2 separate regions of the Gossypium arboreum genome follow, and region 1 is linked to region 2. Evidence: chromatin contacts called from public Hi-C data. All regions are on one chromosome and are shown on one strand. The core of a region is the stretch at or near the end of the contact, and the rest is flanking DNA. Distances in the headings are between cores, read along the strand shown. Region 1 holds the start of LOC108464877 (DELLA protein GAIP-B-like). Region 2 holds the start of LOC108466801.

Region 1 (6,897 bases), core at 4,066-6,565, 160 kb before region 2:
CGATCCCAAAACTTCAGTGCTGGTCTTAATTGCCAATATTCGTAGCCAGTTGAGGTACACGCCCTCTTACCGCAAGGCTTGGATAGCTAAGCAGAAGGCGTTGGAAAAGATTCATGGTGAATGGGACGCTTCATATAATGAAGTGTGGCAGTGGTGTCAGGTGCTGGAGAGATATGTCCCAGGTTGCGAAACAGACCTTGAAACTGAACCTGCGTACTACAACGACCGATTTCTCCGTGGATGCCTAGTATTTTAGTGTCTGTTCTGGACCTTTAAGCAATGTCAAGACGTATTTTTATATTGCAAGCCATTGGTACAAATTGACAGTACCTTTATGTACCGTAGATATACCTATCGGCTATTGCTAGCTATGACACAGGATGACAGTGGGAGAATCCTTCCACTTGCGTTTGCAATAACACCGGGAGAGTCAGCTGATAACTGAGAGTTCTTTCTTTATAGGTTAAGGAGGCATGTCTGCCCCCAACCTAATATCTGCGTTATATCAGATCGAGGCACCGGAATACTAGTCGCAATTGAGCAACAGGAAAGCCTATGGCATCACACACACCATCGGTATTGCCTAAGGTACATTGCGTCCAACTATTACAGGCAAGTTCGATTTATAAGTAAAAAAGACAAGTGACCAACATAGGTATTTAATATCTATTAATGTAATTTTGTTTGTAATATTGAATTTATTTTAAATGGAAGAGTGGTATGTAATTTTCGCTATCAACTTATATTGGCGGGGTATGAGATAAGTAAGGACCGTTTTCATGAGATGTTGGCAGTTTTACATTCAATTAATGAAGAAAGCACAAACTACCTCTATAACATACCTTTCGAACAGTGGACACAAGCATACGACGGCGGCCTACGATATGGTCATATGACCTCAAACCTGGCTAAATGCATAAATTCTGTTCTAAAAGGAACACGTTATTTATCGATAACATCGGTTGTTATAGAGACATTTTCATTTAGCGACACTATTTTCGAAGCGAGCAGCGAGTTATAAAGGCCAAATGCAAGAAGGTCGTGTATGGTACGCAAAGGTATTGCAAGAAATTAACAAGGCGAAGGCGCGGACGAACACCATGCACACAGTCTATCATGACCGAAACAACTTATGGTTTCGTGTGACGGAGTTTGATAGATTGCACGAAGGTATTATTGGCGGGCAATATCGTGTACACTTGAGAAATAGGACTTGCGACTGTAGGAGGTTTGACGCACTTCGTTATCCATGCACTCACGTAATTGCAGCTTGTCAAAATCTTCATCTAGATCCCATGAGCTACGTCGACGAAGTGTACAAATTAGAAACCATGTACAACGTATGGAAACACGTATTCCCACCTGTTCCAGATGAACGTAACTGGCCGCCTGTATTGCTTGCTCCGTTTAAGCTGCTACCGGATAGAGAATTGCGTCGCAAACTAAAGGGTCAACCTTGCTTGACTAGAATACGTACCAATATAGATATCCGAGAAACAACCAATAATCAGAAGTTGTGCAGATGGTGTAGGAACCCAGGCCATATAAGTAGATCATGTCCAAATCGAAATAGTTGATAGTTGTCGTAAAAAACTATGTTGTATTATTTATATTTTATTAAATGAAACTATGTTGTATTACAGTTGTCTTATTCAAAAGAACTTTTATTTTTATTAAATGAAACAATATAAAAAAGTTTGTACAAATATATTAAAAAAATCACTGTCCGTGGCGGTCAGAATCAGTGCCACATAGGGGTCGTCGAAGGGTCCGTGCTGGATTCCTTCTTCGATCAGGTTCCGGCGAGGGTTGTGGTTCCTCCGACAAGGGATCTAGTTGTGGTTGTTAGTAGGATGACCCACCTTGATAGAATAATGATTGCGGAGGTGTTTGCGTCACCCATGGCAAAGGTGTTTAAATATCATAAGGTGATGGAGATTGGTAGAAAGAAGAGCTCTCCGATGGTGCCTTGTGCGATCCCTTATGTGACGGTGGCCTATAGATCGGAGGTTGACTCAGAGTAATCGAGAACGAAGATGATCCGGGCCATAAATTTCAACCTACCATAGGACTAGGAAAAGGAAACATATAAGGGTTAGGATATATATAAGGGCTAGGATACGCACCTGGCATAATCTGAGAAGGCTGTGATGTGGGTGTTGTCCGCTAAATTGTTGGGCCTGATGATTGTGTGGGTGCTATTGATGGGCTTGCGTCGTCGTCCATTCTTCTTGGATTTAAAGGGCCTCGTCGTTCCCTTTGGGCACGAATTTGTCGTCCCCTCTCCTCTTCCGACAATAAATATAGCTTGTCATGGATCCTAAACCATGGCATGTATTCCGCTACACACGCTAACTCTGGAACGATGATCGGTTCCCGAGTAGGTATATAATCATACCGATTTTCCCACATTTAGATATAGTGTGACCAGAATCTAGGCCAATTCGTATGCAGTTGTCGTAAATTGACTTTGTGCTCGTCATCAAACACTTCGGGTGCCACGAGAATCGGTTGTCGGAATCCAAATTGTCGCAATACTCTATCTAGCTGGTGCATCTCCACGGTAGCATAGTTCACCAATGGGACCTTTACATGCCAAACATTTGGATTTTGAAAGAATTCATCCGGAATTACTGCCCGAATTGCCGGATCCTCGTATGGTGTCCATTGAAACTATATGAACATGATAAAAATATTACTTATATACATAATACTAAATACAAAATACTAAATACGAAACGATTATTTTATTATGTATATATATTTTATTTAATACTTACTTTTGCTTTCGATCATTGGTCTAATAGAAGTCGTATATCTTCGAGAGAGGTAAGTATTCCGACATAACTCGCCGAATGGTTCCACCTAATTAAATAAATTTTTAGCATAAAATTATATTCTAAATCTACGTAATAATTGTAAAATCTAATATAAAACTTACCTCGTTATGAGTGGAAATGTATATAGGTGGTCGACTCGAAGACGTAAAAATGGAAAGAAAAATATTGCCCATGATTGCAGTAGTGATAGGCAGCCTCCTATTTTGGCTTTGTTCGGTCGCGTCGCCCCGTACAACGCGGCAGACCCCCAACTCAATTCACCGGCTGCTCTAAAATCTACGAGTTTCAGCAGCCATCTCAGATGTATGAGGTTTCTTGACAAGTCCGGCATCCAATAACCTCCAATTATCTCAAGAATATATGCCCAAGCATATCGTATTCTTTCGAGTTCAGTCACATCATTATCCGGCTCCGGGAATGTGTATCGTAACCATCCCATCTCGATTCGACCTCCGTTAATTTTATCCGGTATAGCACCCAAAAGCTCGTAGCATATGGCTCCCCAATCAGTAGATGATGCGGACCCAGTGATTGCGTACCCATCCACCGGCAATCCCAATTGCAAATGCACGTCTTTTAGAGTGATAGTACACTCTCCGCATGGAAGATGAAAAGTGTGCATCTCGGGTCTCCACCTCTCTATCAATGCACTGATTAGTTTCGGGTCCAACTTGCACCCCCGGCATATCGTGGCCACGTGCCAAAATCCCGCTTTTCGCAAGTAATTCTCGATCAACGATGATAGAGGACCAAACATATTACGGATGTAGCATTGCAACACCCGATCTACAGACTATTATAAAAATTTATAAAACAAAAATTAATTAAAATTGCATAAATTAATTAATGCAAACATCATAAATGAAAAAAAAATCAAGCAGTATTGAAATTGTAATTATAATTACATAAATGAATAAAATATCAAATAGTATTGCAAATTTAATTAAATTTGCATAAATTAAAATAATATCGAATAGTATTGAAAATTTAAAATTATCACTTACCATTGTCATTTGATCAACGGAGATGTGCTTATTATCGAGACGGATTAATTCTCCAGCCATTTTTAACACGATCGGATTTTTTTAATTTAAAAAAATTAAATTCAAAAAAATTTTAAACAAAGAAATTGATAGAATTTTGAGAAAATTTCAATGAAATTTGATAGATTTTTGAAGGGAATATTGAAAGAATGTTGAGAATCATGAGAGAATTGTGTGAAAAATAATTAAAGGGAAAGGAATTTTGAGAGAATTATAGAAATTTGAGAGATTTGTGTGAAAAAATGATTTGGGGGGGTTTTATAGGTTTTTTTTTGGACAGTTGAAAGCCAACAGTAAAAAATTTGACCGTTACACGGGCAAAACTCTCCCCAAGGGGAGCGCTTTGCTGACACGTACTCTGAAATCGCGCTTACGTGGAAGCGTTTTCGTGGGAAACGGCCTAATCCGGTAAATAACGCAAAAAATGACTTATTTCCGTAATTATATTATTTAAATGGCATATTTGAGTAAAACGCCCCCAAAAAAAAATATATATATATATATATATGTATTCCATTCATATTTAACAAACATGGCAATAAAGCATACCTTATATTTTGATAATTCTATTATTAAAGGTAATTTTATATTTTGTGAAACGAACACTTTTAAATATTTTCTTTAAAGTTATAAGTACAATTATAGTTGTAATTCCAAATATAATAACAAAAAGAATTATAAAAGAAATTAACTATTACAAAACATGATTGGACTAATAAATAAAATATATCTGAACTGAGGCTAAAACATGTCTAAATTATATTCTAACTAAATAAACCAAATAATGTAATACAATATGCTTGAAATTTGTTAAGTAATCTTGTATTCTAATAATTTATCACAAGTAATGTTATATTTCATTAACCAAACTCTCTTTAATTTTTTTTAAAGTTACAAGTACAATTTGAATTACAATTCCAGAAATAATTATAACAAAATTAATGGTCGGAGTAAAACTCTCTATTTTTCCTCTAAAATTAAAATATATTAAAATCACATAATTTACAAAATATAAAATTTACCTTTAGCCTAAACATATATTTTTGTTCAAAATATATTCAGATCCGACCTGTTAATTTAGAAATGTAACACAAAGATAATAGGTAAGGTGAATTTTAATAAAGGTAGTTATACTTTATAAGAATTCAACTCTTCACTTAAATTAGAAGGTTACGCTACTAAGCTGGTCCTAAGCTGCGAATTGTAATTATGACCTTTTAATTCTAAAATAATAAGATGGGTTAAACCTAGTAACCAAACAGAAATTTAGCTGTAAAATAATATTAATTCAACTCTGAAAAAGTTTAACTATAAAAGGTAAAAAGAAAATAAATTGAAGTGGGGATGACAAGTAAACAGGTCCCACAATAGTTGTACTGCATTTTGTAAAAATAATAAATAATTTGGAAAAGGGAGGGTAAAAATGTATATTTCCCTCTTATTCGTTTGAGCTGTAGTTAGCCTCTGTGGGTTCATTGGAGGTCGCGCCCATCACGAGCGTTTTTCTTTAAATTTAATTTAATTTTGGGTTTTGATTCCTTTTTTTTTCTTCTTTCAACATATATTTATTTAAAATCTTTTTTTCTTTTTTTCTTTTTTATGTAATTGCTCTGATGATGAAGTGGGAGTAGTAGGGAAAAACCAAGCAAAACCCCCCAATCCCCAATGCTCAGATTCTTCACCCATTCATCTTTTTTCTTTGGTTTTTGAGCATCACCACACAAATCCATAGATACCTCCCCTCCACCCCCCTCTCAACCCACAATTTTACACACGAGAAATTTATCACAATCATGAAGCGAGACCACAATCATCTCCAACCCAACCCAGACCCCTCTTCTCTCCGCGGCGCTCCTTCAACCGGAAAGGCCAAGGTTTGGGACGAAGAATCCGCCCAACAAGACTGTGGGATGGATGAGCTTTTGGCGGTTTTGGGTTACAAGGTCAAAACTTCAGACATGGCTGAAGTGGCTCAAAAGCTTGAGCAGTTGGAGGAGGTTATGTGTAATGTTCAAGATGATGGGATTTCTCACCTTGCTTCTGAAACTGTTCATTATAATCCTTCCGATCTGTCGACTTGGCTCGAGAGCATGCTCTCTGAACTTAACCCTCCCTCCACTTTTGATCCTTTTGGCGCTGCTGGGACGGCGGCGGCGGCGTTGGATGATTCGTTTCTTGGCCCCGCTGAGTCCTCAACTTTGACGACGTTGGATTTCGACAACATCAATCGGAAACATCAGAAATCTGGTCAACAAATCTTTGAGGAAGCTTCCTGCTCCGATTACGATCTCAAAGCCATTCCTGGTAAGGCTATTTATTCTCAAAATACCCAACCCCAAACCCACGATTCCTCATCTTCTTCCACACCCACCAACGTTAAATCTGAAAAACGCTTCAAATCCACATCCGGGCCGCCCTCGCCCTCGGATATCTTCCCCCCTCCTCCTCCTCCCGCTGCTGCTTCCTATGGAATTCCGACTGCTTCAACTCGTCCCGTGGTCCTGGTTGACTCGCAAGAAAATGGAATCCGGCTTGTCCATGCTTTGATGGCATGTGCGGAAGCTGTCCAGCAAAACAATCTTAATCTAGCTGAAGCTTTAGTTAAACAAATTGGGTTCCTAGCGATTTCTCAAGCTGGGGCTATGAGAAAAGTGGCTACTTATTTTGCGGAAGCATTAGCCCGAAGGATTTACAGATTTTATCCTCAAAACCCACTCGACCACTCTTTTTCAGATGTTCTTCACATGCACTTTTACGAGACTTGCCCCTATCTCAAGTTCGCTCATTTCACCGCTAACCAAGCTATTCTCGAAGCTTTTGAGGGCAAAAAAAGAGTCCATGTTATCGATTTCTCAATGAACCAAGGCATGCAATGGCCTGCTTTGATGCAAGCTTTAGCGTTAAGAGTTGGTGGTCCGCCAGCTTTTAGGTTAACTGGGATCGGACCTCCTAGCCACGACAACTCAGATCACTTGCAGGAAGTTGGCTGTAAGTTGGCTCAGTTTGCCAAAAAG
Region 2 (6,966 bases), core at 799-3,298:
ATTTAATAATATAAATAGTAGATATAAATAAAATTATTACTATTTATGTTTAGTGATTTTTTGGATAATTTTGATTATTTATTTGAGAGTAAAAGGTGAGAAGTAAAAGTTTAGGGGGAAAATAAAAAGTTTTGGGGATTAAAAGTTTGAGAGAAAGTAAATAAATAGGGGGAGTAAAATTTTGGAGGGAAAATATTAAAAAAATTGAGGGGGGGCGATGGGTTTGGGTAGATGGGAGGTGAGATGAGAAGGAAGTAAAAATTTTAGGGGAAAAGTAGGAAGGAGTAAAAATTCTAGGGAAAAATAAAAAGTTTTGAGGGTTTTTGGAAGTAAAATTTTGAGAAAAAGTAAATTGGATAGTAAAATTTTGGTGGGTAATGGATTTGGGGTAAATTGGGGGGTTAAGATGGAAGGGGAGTAAAAGTTTTGAGAGAAAGCGAGAATGAGTAAAAATTTTGAGGGAAAAGTAAAAAGGTTTGGAAGTTTGGGGTAAAAATATAAAATATTATAGTTTGATATTCGAATTATTCGAATACTCGATTCGACTCAAAATTCGAAAAAAATTCAAGTTGACTCGAATAACTCGATTCATTTAACTCAAAATCCGATTTTTTTTTCAATTCTTTCAAATCGAATCGAGTTTTGCTCACCTCTACTCACCTTAAAACTAAAATTAAAAGCAAACAAATGAAGATCAACCCAGCAAAAATGAAGATCAACCCAGCAGCAGAAAAGCAATAATTAAGAGCTTTTGAGAGGTAAAATTGCTAAGAAAAAAGAGAGAGGAAATTTAAAGCAAAGCTGAAAACTACTCAATTACAAACAAACAAAAAAAATTAAAACTTCCCAGCAATATATTAAAGACCTAACAATACCCGGAAAAAACCAAAAAAAATCCCAAGATCCTTGAAGCTAAAGAAACTGAAATTAAAAGGATTTTCAAAGTGGGTTAAACACAAGGCAATTGGTAACTAAAAACAAAGAAAAAAAAGGAATCCTGTATTTTTTATTCTTCTTTATGTACAGTGTTTTATCACTTTTTTTTTTCTTACTTTTGACTGCTACACTTAGGTGCCATTTCTAGGTCGAAAAGGAGGCGAACTGTCGGCGACGATGGAAGTAGCAATTTAGGCTGAGGAGAAAGAAAAAAGAAGAAGAGAGAGAGGAAGGAAGAAACAAAAAAAGGAAATTAATTACAAGAAAAAAAAATTAGGGGAGAAAAGTCAAAAGAAAAAATAGGTTTTTTTTTTAATTTTTTTTTAAATTAATCACATCATTTATGCCATATACCACAATTTTATTCCACTATTTATCTCGAACTTAACGGAGTTAAATTTAAATACCGATTTAATTGATAAAACAAAATTCAAATACCAATATAGAACAGAAAAATTATAAATTTCAATATAAGAGAAATGAATAAATTTAAGAACTAATTTTATATTTAACCCTTCTCTTTTCTTTAACTTTCCTCAACCAATCCTTTGCCTTGTTCTGGATGAGTGCATAAACCAACAGGTTCTCGGTGAAAAAATAACCCTAGTCACGTATTCGTTTTTATCAAACATTTGTGGTGTATTCGGTGGAAAAATATTCCATAATTTCATACACACTTCACAAATAAGTTGACCTTCTGAGAAAATATTAAAAAATAAAATGGATATTTGTCCCACTGTCTTTTAACGGGATAGTTTTTATATATAGGTATATATACAGAATTTAATTTTGTATTCTCAATAAAATTAAAAACTTTTCTAGTATCCTTAGTTAAATTAATTTGATGGATTTTTATTTAATCGGATCATAAATTAATTTAATTTTAATTAAATAAATTATTAAAATTTTATAAAAAATTAAAAATCTAGAATTCCAACAATTTTGGTATCTTTAAATTAAATTTAAAATAAAAATAGTAAATAAATGATTTATAGCAGTTTGTGTAATTCTTTTTAATTATTGAGCAGCTCATAATGATTTTAATGTTTCGCTCATAAATTTTTGGTAGACATTTTTTTTATAAAAATTATGCAATATTGAATTCCAGTAGCAACCAGAAAAGAATATGCTGTTGTTTTCTTTTAATCCAGAAAAAAATATGAAATGCAACATGCACAAGGAGAAGAAAAAGTATAGTAATGCTTTCAATAAAAGAAAACAAGAAAAATATCAAGCTATTTGGAAGTTTGTTCATAGATATTTTTCTTTTTCCTGGATAGAAACTGGATTGTATTGTAGGGTTATAGTTCATTGGTTTAAGCGGGTTCATCTTATCTTCCCCAACTTCATCGTTCTAGACACCATCCTTCCACATCTTTCTTCAGACAAACCCTGGAACAAAAATCCATGGCTTCCACTTCAACATCCTTGATACCCTTACGAGGACGTGGTCGAAAAGCCAGTTTCTCTTCATCACCAGCAAAAACTGCACTAAAAAAAGCGTTGAGATTTTCATTTTCGTCAAAGTCAAGTGTAGTTATATGCGTTAAATCTTCTAGCGGTGCAGTGAAATATAATGAAGTGGTTGTTGATGAAGAGATGGACAAGATTAGGAGACTTCAAAATGGGTCCGATGTTCGAGGGGTTGCACTGGAAGGTGAAAAGGGTCGAACCGTGGACCTTACCCCACCAGCCGTGGAAGCCATAGCCGAGAGCTTCGGAGAGTGGATTATCAAGGCCTTGGAAAAGGAACGAGGACGTCCAGTGGAAGATGTTACAGTATCACTTGGCAAAGACCCTCGAATATCAGGAGCATCTCTGAGTGTAGCAGTATTTGCAGGCCTTGCTCGAGCTGGCTGCTTGACATTTGAGATGGGCCTTGCTACTACACCAGCTTGTTTTATGAGCACATTGCTGCCACCATTTGCTTACGATGCTTCAATCATGGTAGAGTAAAAAAAGCAGTCTTAACTAAAATCTGTGTTGAAAAAAATGTTAAATCAACTATGGTAAATTTGTATGTAATTTGTGTTGCAGATGACGGCTTCTCACTTACCCTACACTCGCAATGGTCTGAAATTTTTTACAAAGAAAGGAGGTTTAACTTCGCCTGAAGTGGAAGAGATATGTGACGAAGCTGCTCGTAAGTACGCCAACAGGCTCACAAAAGTGTCGACCATGCTTAACTCTCCTCCAAAAAAGGTTGACTTCATGAGGGCTTACGCAAAGCACCTACGGGACATTATCAAGGAGAGAGTGAACCATCCTATTCATTATGATACTCCACTCAAAGGATTCCAGGTTTTATCTCTATCTTTTGGTGTGCTTGCCATTTGTTTACATGTATTTTTCTACGTTAAATATTGCATTTTACCATGGAACTCTATTCGGTTCACTCTTTCTTTTTGCATCCAATTAGAAATAGTAGGAAACTTCAAATATAAATCATATGGTGCTTGTTAGGCCGTTGGCTTGTCGAAAAGGGAACATGATTTATTTTATCCTCTAATTTTATAAAATAAGTTATTTTAGTTATTTATTTAATTTTCTTTTATCTCTTTTAATTTTTAAATTTGTATTATTTATTAAATCACTTTAAAATATATGAAAAAATTAATGTGGTTGACTTTGCTCACGTTATTTAAAATTTTAAAATTTTTAAAAATTATTTTAAAAATTAAATACTTTTAAAATTAGTAAAAAGTATAAAAATTATAATAAAATATTTTTAAATTTTAAAAATAATTAATTGCTGACGTGGATGTCATATATTAACTTTTGATCTATTTTAGGTGATTTGATAAATAATATAAATTTAATGAGACAAAAATTAAATAAAGAATTAAAATAATTTTTTTTATAAATTTAGAAGGACAAATTAGCCATTATCCATCCAAAAACAGGCCAAGTTTTCGTGTGGTCAAGAATTCTTCTAGTAAGAGGGCCATATCCGTGGAGATCAGGCTAAGGGCTTAGTTTGCTGAAGATCCTAGCCCACGTAACACAGTGGCAATATATTTATGCATCGTTACAAGCTAATTAATTGCCTTGACATTACACCTGATTGCAGATAATTGTAAACGCTGGAAATGGATCAGGAGGTTTCTTCACATGGGATGTGTTAGACCAGCTTGGCGCAGATACATTTGGTTCTCTACATCTCAACCCTAATGGGATGTTCCCCAATCACATCCCCAATCCCGAAGACAAAACTGCAATGGCATTAACCCGAGCCGCTGTGCTAGAAAACACAGCTGATCTCGGCATTGTTTTCGACACTGACGTAGACCGCAGCGGTGTGGTCGACAACAATGGAAATCCCATCAATGGTGACAAGCTTATAGCCCTCATGTCCGCCGTTGTTTTGAAAGAACATCCCGGTACCACCATTGTTACTGATGCTCGTACAAGTTTGGAACTTACAAGGTTTATCACTGATAGAGGCGGCCATCATTGCTTGTATCGTGTCGGTTACCGGAATGTTATCGATAAGGGGGTTCACTTGAACCAGGATGGCGTTGAAACACATCTCATGATGGAAACTTCAGGACATGGTGCACTCAAAGAGAACTATTTCCTGGACGATGGTCGGAAACACACCTCTTGTTTCTTAATGATCTTTTTTTAATTGGTTTCCAGGGTTGAATTAATCTAAGGTTTTGATTTTCAATTCCTTTAGGGGCTTACATGGTAGTGAAAATCATCATTGAAATGGTACGCATGACGCTTGAGGGATCAGATGAAGGAATAGGTAGTCTAATAAAAGATCTTGAAGAGCCATTAGAGTCCATAGAGCTTAGGATGAATATCATCTCCGAGCCTAAATATGCGAAGGCAAGAGGTAGAGAGGTGATTGAAGCATTTCGGTCCTACATTGAGGTATCATACATCTCGTAAAATGAGAAGAAAATAATAAATAAATGAACAAAACTGAACTTCATCTGCTAATATTTAATTGCTTTGCAGGAATGTCAGCTTAAAGGATGGGAATTAGACGCTTGTGGAGATTGCTGGGTAAGCGAAGGTTGTCTTGTCGACTCGAACGACAGTCCAGCTGCCATTGATGCTCACATGTACAGGTACCACAAAACATCTCTATCAGATTCTTAGCATTTACAAACAATTGTTTCAACCGAAGTTGTGTTTTGATGTCTATAGGGCTAAAGTTTCAAATGAAAAAAATGATGAGATTGGTTGGGTACACATAAGGCAGAGTATCCACAACCCAAATATTGCTATAAACATGCAATCATCAGTTCCGGGAGGCTGTCAACTAATGACAAAAGTTTTCAGAGACAAGTAAGGCAAATTAATTAACTAAAATATCTATTATGTTGAATTTTGCTTTCTCTGTGATTAATATTGTTGATGACCTTGAGGATTTCCAGGTTTCTCTTGGCAAGTGGAATGGACAAAATCCTTGACTTTTCTCAGGTCGACAAGTATGCCAAACTTGGGAAAATGGGCTAAGCTATGATTCAATTACATAATTTGTATATATAGCATATGGGAACATCCAACGAAATTGTACCCTATCTGTGTATTGTTTGACATATACCGAGGTTGTATTTCAATGTATAATGAAGACTGTATACTATACTATTGCTGTTTCCTCATTTTGGAAATTAGAAGAAAAAAATTACTATTAACTTATGATATGAGGAGATTGCTCACTTCTTCCTCCTCTCTGAAAATTATTTCACACAGCGTTGTGTATTTTCATGAGTATTCAATATTATGGATATTTTTGTTTCAAAAAATTATTAGGGTTATTTTGATAATTAAATAAAAATTAATTTCATTTAAAGAGATTCATGCATTAAATGAATTTATTTACTAAATAAAATGATTTCAATGAAAACCTATATGGTCATATTTAAAAATAATGGAATCATAAAAGCACTTGCACTTTTTAATAAAAGATTGCATATTAATATAATGTTTATTATTTTTATATAAATATTTAAATAATACAAAAATACAATGTCTCAAGCCTATCATTTTATTTAAAATTTAATTTTAATGGAATTTTTGTTATAAATATAATTTAAATAATAATTTTATTATTAATATTATTTCTTTATTATAATTATTTTATCGAGCTTCTGTATTGAAAAAATATATTTTAAGATATATTTATCCTAATGATTAAATTACAATTTCTAGTATTTTAAATTGATTAATTTTTTTAAAATTTTAATATTTAAAATTTTCATCAACTATACCAGGGTTCCAAAATTATGAGTCAAATTCTAAACGGATTCTAAAGTTGAAATGTTTTAATTAATTTCTCAATTATGAATCAAATTCAATTAGTATCGTTTAAAATTTATTGATCAAATTTACCCATAATTTAAGATAATTAATCCTAATTTTAACTTTTTAGAATTTAATATTTTCTCGGTCTAATATTATTTTATTTGTGAGACTATTGAGACAAGGTTTAACATAAATAGGGGTGTGTTAAAAAAAATTCTAAACCGAAAAACTGAAGTGAATCAAATAAAATTTCTATTTTTTGGTTTATTTGGTTTTTTAATTTAATTGATTTTCTTATTCAGTTTAATTAGTTTATTCAATTGATTTTGATTTTGACATTTTAAATTGAAACCGATTAAATCGATTAATGTCACAATCCATTTACTTACATAAACCCAAATTTAAATATTAAATCTAAATACCCATTAAAATTTAAAACTCAAATTGATAATTTGAATTTTTTATGATATTTATTTTAATTTTTATCATTTAATATATAAAACAACTCAAATTGATATATATTTGTTAAGAACGGTAAAAGACATGAAAATTGTATGTTGGCCGTGTAAGAAAATAAATATTTTTGAGTTTATTAAAATTATTTGCTTTAATTTTTAATATTTTATAATAAATTTGAAATAAAAATAAAAGTAATATAATATACTAAATTGAAGAAAGAAGATAATTATGTAAAAAAATAAATTTATAAATATCTCAATTAAAGTTTTTTTCAATTGAAAAAATCTAAAAATCACCGAAATTATTATTCTT

Evidence for each region. A called contact is a pair of places that touch in the nucleus more often than the background predicts.
Region 1: a contact with region 2 is called in a Hi-C map of leaf, with 2.1 times the contacts expected there. The contact joins the promoter of LOC108464877 here to the promoter of LOC108466801 in region 2. A contact is called at or near these places in 2 of 5 Hi-C or Micro-C datasets (both in leaf).

The regions. Positions count from the first base shown.
Region 1 is chr2:75,881,968-75,888,864 of ASM2569848v2, reverse strand. LOC108464877 (DELLA protein GAIP-B-like) reads left to right here and starts at 5,315. Exons shown (of 1, transcript XM_017765155.2): 1 at 5,315-6,897. The coding sequence starts at 5,677. LOC128284836 (protein MAINTENANCE OF MERISTEMS-like) reads right to left here and starts at 3,904. Exons shown (of 3, transcript XM_053022420.1): 1 at 3,845-3,904; 2 at 3,010-3,633; 3 at 2,413-2,586. The coding sequence starts at 3,904. The coding sequence ends at 2,413.
Region 2 is chr2:75,714,820-75,721,785 of ASM2569848v2, reverse strand. LOC108466801 reads left to right here and starts at 2,048. Exons shown (of 7, transcript XM_017767164.2): 1 at 2,048-2,883; 2 at 2,974-3,237; 3 at 4,007-4,523; 4 at 4,616-4,815; 5 at 4,903-5,015; 6 at 5,095-5,235; 7 at 5,325-5,594. The coding sequence starts at 2,344. The coding sequence ends at 5,406. It overlaps LOC128289169 (a long non-coding RNA gene), which reads right to left and starts at 3,567. Exons shown (of 2, transcript XR_008278878.1): 1 at 2,993-3,567; 2 at 2,429-2,872.